Regions from separate parts of the Arachis hypogaea genome. Here region 1 is linked to region 2. The links are chromatin contacts, called in public Hi-C maps. All regions are on one chromosome and are shown on one strand. The core of a region is the stretch at or near the end of the contact, and the rest is flanking DNA. Distances in the headings are between cores, read along the strand shown.

Region 1 (3,600 bases), core at 226-2,725, 470 kb before region 2:
CTGGGTTAAAGTTAGATAAGCAAGATTAGGTTATGTGCAGCAATAGTTCCATTATAATGAACTTCTCCCATTTTCCTAGACCTACTACTATTGTGAAAGCTAATCTTCAAAACATTGGGTTGTCTTCATCAACATTGGGTTGTCTTCTCCTATTTTTTCTCCTCGACATTACTACTTCATCCCGTTGCATCATTTCCGATTCGATATTCCTTCATGTCTCCATTGCTCCAGCTATTCTCCTAATGCAGATTTATCTCCGAATTCATGGATTCCATGATGCTACTCCTATTTGTTTTCAGTAATGAAATGAAAAATGCTCGAGGTTAGAGCTTCCAAAACCGATACTGCTATAACGTCTCTTCACTCCTTGCACAGATGAAAAGCAAGTTCTTTTCTAGAACTTTGGGTTAAAATCACCTTATTAGAAAATTAATTTTCTTTTTGTTTTATCCTGGAGCTTCCCTCTCAATGATTTCCTAGTAACATTATCTTTAACTTTCATAAGAAACACCAGATGATGAGAGATGCACTAAAGCCCATGTTGTGGTAGAGTTTTGAGGAAGCTTTTGAGTTGCTTCAATGGCCTGAGAAGAGGATTCAATATAGCTATAGTTTGAATTACTTGTTCTAAGAGCAGCGATGGAAGTGAGAGGAAGAGGGGAGATGGAAGTGAGAGGAAGAGGGACGAGAGTACCAAGGTAACCAATCATCGAATTTGGGATTAGGGTTTATGGATTTATGGACTAATTTGAATTGGTCTAATAAATTTATCTTATCAGCAACAAGAGGGTACACTAAGCGAGTGCCACGCTGACAGTTAACAAGCGATGTCAGCGAGCGTTAGCCACTTCAGCGCAGGAGATGCCGGAAGGACTAACGCGACCAGGTTGGTTATTTTCCGGGGACAAATTTGATTAATTTTATTTTTCAGGAATGAAAATGAAAATCAAGGTCTTTCAAGGGCGATTTTGACTATTAACTCCTATTTATTTTAGATGGGTATAAATAGGCCTTTTCTATTAACATTTTCGGTTTTTCAGTGACTACTATATTAATGGATATGCTCAAGGGGAAAAATTAAGAATCTGGCTCAAATTAGAGGTTTTTTTTAATTAACTTATTTTTCTTTTAATGGTTGAAACTAAGGGCTTATTTAGGTAAGTTTCTAAAAATTTTTTTTTTCGAGTTATCTTTTTTTAAAAGATCTTATGAAAAAGTAAAAATAATTTTATGTTTGAGTATCTCATGTAAAAAGATCTTTTTATTTATTAATTATGTTTGGGTATAATGATATAAAAGTATTTTTTTGTTTATTTATTACATAAAAAATATCTTTTTTTAAAGAAAAAAATCTTTTAAAAAAAGATATAAATTACTCATTCTAAAAAAGGATTTTTTTTTATTTTTCTAATACTTTTACTTTTATTATTAAAAATGTGCTACGTTAAATAATAAAAAAAATTTTAATAATAACGCCCAAATAAACATTAATTTGTCTCTGTTTTCGATTTTGGCCCAAGATCTTCTCTCCCCCAGCCCGTTTCTCCCTTTCTTTCATTCAGAAACACATTGCAAGCCCGTGCAAAAAAAAAAAAAAAAGAAACCCATTGCAAGCAGTTGCAAATCGCCTAGCCATCATCACCACCGCCGCAAGCAGTTGCAAATCGCCGCCGTCCGTCGCATTCAAAGTCGCCGTCCGTCCGTCCATCTAGCTTCCCTCGTGCTCCAAGTCTCTAACCCCTGTTCACTTTCACCGAAAGCAGCTTCCTCCTCGAGGTCAGCTCGGCGTCCGTCGTCTTCTTAGCGCAAAGTCCGCCGCCCACGCCATTGAATCCCTTTTTCTTCGCGGATTGAAGTTCTTTCCCCTTGCTTCTCGTTCGATCTGGCAGAAGGCCCACTTTCCACCCCCAATCCGTTCTGCTAACTGCAGAGCACTAGTGGAGGAACTCTGCCGTCGCTGCGCCGAAGAGGAGGACCTTGAACTTCCGCCGTGTTGTCGCCATCGTCTGTCGCCGTCCGTCAACCAGTTCAACCAGAATATCTCAGTTTTGGAAACCTTCTGATCTTGGTGGTTCAAATACGATTCCCCATAGTTCTCGATATCTGAATGATTTTGAGGAGCTACTGCCTCTTGGTAAAGGAGTTTCATGAGTTTCTTTCTGCTTTTTATATTTATATATATGATATATGATTCTGTAATTCTATTATGTCTTTCTTTGAGGTGTATACCATGACGATATTGAAGTACTATAATTTCATTTTTAGTTGATGATTTTGATTTCTTCTCCTTTGTGTTATTGATATTTTGGTACTTGGAAAATATTGGAAGCATTCCTAATTTTATCTTTTTTGCTATATAGAATTTGTATTGGATGTGATCTTTCAACTCTGTTACATTTTGATGTCATCAATTTTTTTAACAGAATAGGTATTAGGCAGGTCGTTTTTGTCACTAATTCTCATTTGCTGTTTGTTTGCTAATCATTCATCCCTTGTGCTAAATTCCTCGTAGCAAACCCATGGAATTGAATCTCACCATGAACTTCCATTTAGCTAGTGATATAGAAGAGAAACCTCAGGTCAATCTTTGCTCTGCCTATTGATAAGCCCACCTCTGGAGGTTTACTAGTAATATGGATTTGTGCTCCTTTATGTGAGGAATGGCAAGCACCTGATTATTTTGTTTGTTTTAGAAATTATGCTTTCAAATATGTTAGATGGAACCTTCATCCAACGTTGCGTGACCTTCTTGCTTTGAAGACACTAGGAAATTGTTGAAAGCCAGATTCTATATTTCTTCATTACCCGCTGAATTCCTGTTTGTTGTTCTTTCCTTTTCTTTGGGTGATTTGAAATTTGGGTTGCAACTTTCTTAGTAGTGTGTAAGTAGCACCTTTTTTTTTTCTTAGTAATGATTTGAAAATGTATAGAAAAACTAATTGCAGGTGGTGCAGTGATTAAATTGGATGACCAGTGTAAAGAGCTCCTAATTCTTGTTTCATTTGGATGTTATAGCTATTGTCTTAGGTATTTCTTTTCACTATTTAACTTTTGAATTTGTATTTTGATAAGATCATATGGCTTTGGTTGATGACATTTCAGGTAGTGTTTTAAATTTGGAAGATATTTTAAGATTTATATTAAACTACGATTATATTTTAGGATGTTTATTTATAATTTATTTATTCTTTTATTTTAAAATGGTTTTTCCAGTTGAACCATGGTTAGACCGGTTGGACCAATGAACCAGTGACTAGAGCAGTTCGATGATCGGTCCGGTTCTCAGAACCTTGGTTTTTAGATATTAACCAATTAGTTTTGCTTCTTCGGTTACTTTGGATGCAGATTCATAGGAGTAAACAACAACAACGACAACAACAACATCATCATCATCATCATCACAAAACAATGACGGATTACCACTTTGTGTACAAAGATGTGGAAGGAGCATCAACCCAATGGGATGACATTCAGAGGAAGCTTGGCAATCTCCCTAAGAAACCGCCCGCTTTCAAGCCTCCGCCCTTCGCCCCTGCCCCCGATCCTGATTCCCTCTCCAAAGACAAGGCTTGGCTTGATTCCAGAAATGAGGATGAACTT
Region 2 (3,719 bases), core at 904-3,403:
TAAAATGAATAGTTAAAGATAATTCTTTTTTTCTTTATTGTCTTTTACTAGAAGTATTTATACGCATATAAAAGTGGCTCAATGAAATTAAAATTATTAGCTTCTCCCAGATCTAGATATGATTATATCATTAATTATGTTAGGTTATCAGGTAATGAGAAATTATTAGGAATTTAGGATAATAAAAAATGAGAAATTATTGGTTATCTTATATCCATTTTGATATATTTATATAAGATAACAAACATTTATTATAAGGAGAAACGAATATTTATGATTTATAAAAGTATATTCAATGTTATAAAAAAGAATATGTAGTACAAAAACATATGTAAAACTACATAACATTTATAAACCATTTATATTTTTGTTCATAATAAATTTATGTTTGAATAAAAATATATTTATTGGTAATATGAATATAAAAAAAATGCACATGCAGCAGTATTTTAAAACAAGCGGCACCGCTCTTCTGACAAATTGAGGAGGCAAAATAAATATATAAATCATAAAAAAATCTGGATGTTCCATAATTTACGTTGGTGGGGTAGTTTGATTTACTTTTTAGTAGAGACTTCAATCCATTCACGTCTAGTTAATTGTTATACGGTTTAATTATTTTATTGAATTTTATATAATTTTATTAAATTTTTAATTAAATTTTTATATTTATTTTTTAATTTTTTAATTAGATTTTTATAATATAAAAAATATTACAATTTATTGTATATTTTTTTATAAATTAAAAATATTTGTAATTAAAAATTTATTCACATAATTTTTTTAAAAAAATATTTAGTTAATTTTAATATTTTTAATATAAAAAATTTAATTATAAAATTAAAAATAATAATAAATTAATTTAAAAAAATATATAATTTAATAAAATTATAAAAAATAATAAAATAATTAAACCTTCTTATAATAATCTAACGAGGCCCCTTACTATTCCTATTATCTTCTTTACTTTTTTTTTTGGTTAAGTTCTCTTAATAATTATCAAATATTTAAGTGAACATGTGCTCTACATTTTCTTTAAACAAATAACCGACGAATAAAATAAAAATAAAAAAATTAAAGGATCTGAGTCGTACTTGTTATTGTAGAGAGAAGTAAAAATTAAAAAAAAATAATTGTAGGTTAAAAAAATTGATTTCTAGATGTTTTCCAAATATATATAGTTAGAAAGAATATTAAAAATATCAGTGATAAACAATGCAATTTACTCTTCTACTTTAGATTTAAAATTAATAAAATCATCTCCTCATGTAGATTACCTGGAACCTGCATATGTAAAAATCATCTCCACATGCGGCTCGGAAAGCGTCAACCGTCTTTATTTTTGGGTCTCTTCCAAGAAACGGTCGGAAAGGGACACTGAGGCAAACATAAGCCTTAACTCTGTCTGGTCGGAACAAGCAGAGGTACCAACCGATGATGGCCCCCCAATCATGTCCGACCACAAACACTTTCTCTACGCCAAGAGAATCAATCAGAGCTACCACATCACCCACCAGGTGGAAGCACGTGTAGCTCGTCACCGACCCCGGTGCTTCCGTGTCGCCATAGCCCCGCAGGTCTGGGGCTATGGTGCGGTAGCCCAGGGAGCTGAGGCCCAGTATCTGGTGGCGCCACGAGTACCACAGCTCCGGGAAGCCGTGCAGGAAAAGAACCACCGGGCCTTCTCCTTTCTCCGCCACGTGCATCTTTATGCCGTTGACTTCCACCGTTCTGCGCTTTATGGTATCCATAGCTGTGTTTTGTTTCTTTCTCTTTTTCTGTGTGTGTTTGGTATTTACTTTTGACGAACTTCTGCGTTGGTTTAATTTGTCATAAGTACGTACAGAAACCAATGAGATCTAAAATAGACTCGTGAGTCGTGACAGCAAATTTGTTCGATGTTAGTATGTTTTCGGTATGGAAAAGTATAATTGAACAATCAAAATATTAAACAATATAAATAATAGATATATTAGATGTTTATTTTATTAGTGTATGGATGGTTATTTTAATATTAAAATTTAGAAAGTTAATTTAAAAGTATAATATATTTTATTTGATTGGTGGTTGTTCATATTATTCAACAAAATTATTATCTCCGTAGTGTTCTCCTACCGGTATCTTCCACGCCAAATATACAAGAAAAAAAAGAAATAAAAGTAAGGCAATGTTAAGGTGAGGAAAGTAAATTTTTTTCACACTTGCTCAAATGTGTTGGAAGAAGGAGAAAGAAATAAAGGGTATTTACAAATTTGATTAATTAATATTATTAATATTATTATTAATATTATTAATATTAATAAATGGTTATTAATTATTTTGTACCATTTGGTTGAAGGGATATAATTTTTTAAGAATTGTGTATGTTCAAAATATTGTGTCTATTGGCTAAAGGGACACAACTCTTTAAGAGTTGTATATGTTCAAAACATTGTATCTATTGGCAATAGAAATGACACAACCATTTGTATACGTAACTAATCATAATTGCTACGTGCAATATGTATAAATAAGTCATTGTCCATTATTTCAGATATGAAGTACTAAGCGTACAATTTACACTACTATTAAGAGATTTTCTTTGTTCAAGAGAGTTGAGAATTTCTTACTATTGCTAATTAAGAAATTTTTAGGTTTCATTGTATCCTGGGAGAGTATTGTCATCAACCCTATAGCAACTAAGTGTGGGAACAAATATCTCTCTAAAAAAAGCAATCTAATCGTGCCTTGAAACCACTACATAAATATAAGATTTTTTCATCTTACCATCTTCATATACCCAACAGGAAACACGTGGAATATTGGTTTTCTTTTATTTGATAGGTACTATGACATTTGTTGAGTGATATAAAATATAGATAAGACTGTAGTTTATTAATTGAAGTTAGTTTTATATATAATAATAATTTTTGAGCTTATTTTTTAAATAAAAAATAATGTTAATTTCAAAATTTTATGAAATTTATCATGATAATAAATAGAACAATAAAAATAATAAATAAAAAATATAAGAATTGTTTATTTAAGAAAAACATGAACTTAAGAATTGCTATTATATTCAATTTTATTAAAACTGGAAACTTTCTTACCTTTTTATTATTATTAAAACAAAAATTATAATATTAAAATATCGTAATATTATATTCAATTTTATTAAAACTGGAAACTTTTTTACTTTCTCACTTTTAAATAAATATTTTTTTATTTTTTATTTATATTTTTAGAAAATAAGAAAAATAAACAACATTATTTTAAATTTTTTTAAATATAAATTAAAATTTACTTTTACAAAAAGCAAAAAATATGAAATGACATGAACATTTAAATTATAGAAATATAGTATGTCCTAACCTAATTATGAGTGTTTAAGAATGAAATTTATAAGATTTATATTATATATGATCTTCAGTTGTTAATCCAACTAATAATCAAATTAAGTGAGAGAAATATAAATAAAATAACTCAAAACATTAAATATTAAATTTTTATTTTTTAAAAAATTAATCTTTCTATATAATTATATACGTAATCTTTTAAATCAACATATATTTTAATCATATTGTATAATTTTATATTATGAATAATATTTTTACAAAAATAAACATTTAAGATGTTTTTAATGTTAATATAAAATAATCTATCATCTGTCAATTAATACAAATAAAATTTAATTATTTTGTCAAGTAATATAAAATAATTTTTGTAATTAAAAATAATAT

What was found. A called contact is a pair of places that touch in the nucleus more often than the background predicts.
Region 1: a contact with region 2 is called in a Hi-C map of leaf, with 2.1 times the contacts expected there. The contact joins the promoter of LOC112710794 here to the promoter of LOC112710791 in region 2. A contact is called at or near these places in 2 of 8 Hi-C or Micro-C datasets (leaf and an unstated tissue).

The regions. Positions count from the first base shown.
Region 1 is chr9:30,341,388-30,344,987 of arahy.Tifrunner.gnm2.J5K5, reverse strand. It overlaps LOC112710794, which reads left to right and starts at 1,475. Exons shown (of 5, transcript XM_025763198.3): 1 at 1,475-2,134; 2 at 3,346-3,600. The coding sequence starts at 2,108.
Region 2 is chr9:29,875,543-29,879,261 of arahy.Tifrunner.gnm2.J5K5, reverse strand. It overlaps LOC112710791 (epoxide hydrolase 3), which reads right to left and starts at 2,153. Exons shown (of 4, transcript XM_025763194.3): 1 at 1,278-2,153. The coding sequence starts at 1,751.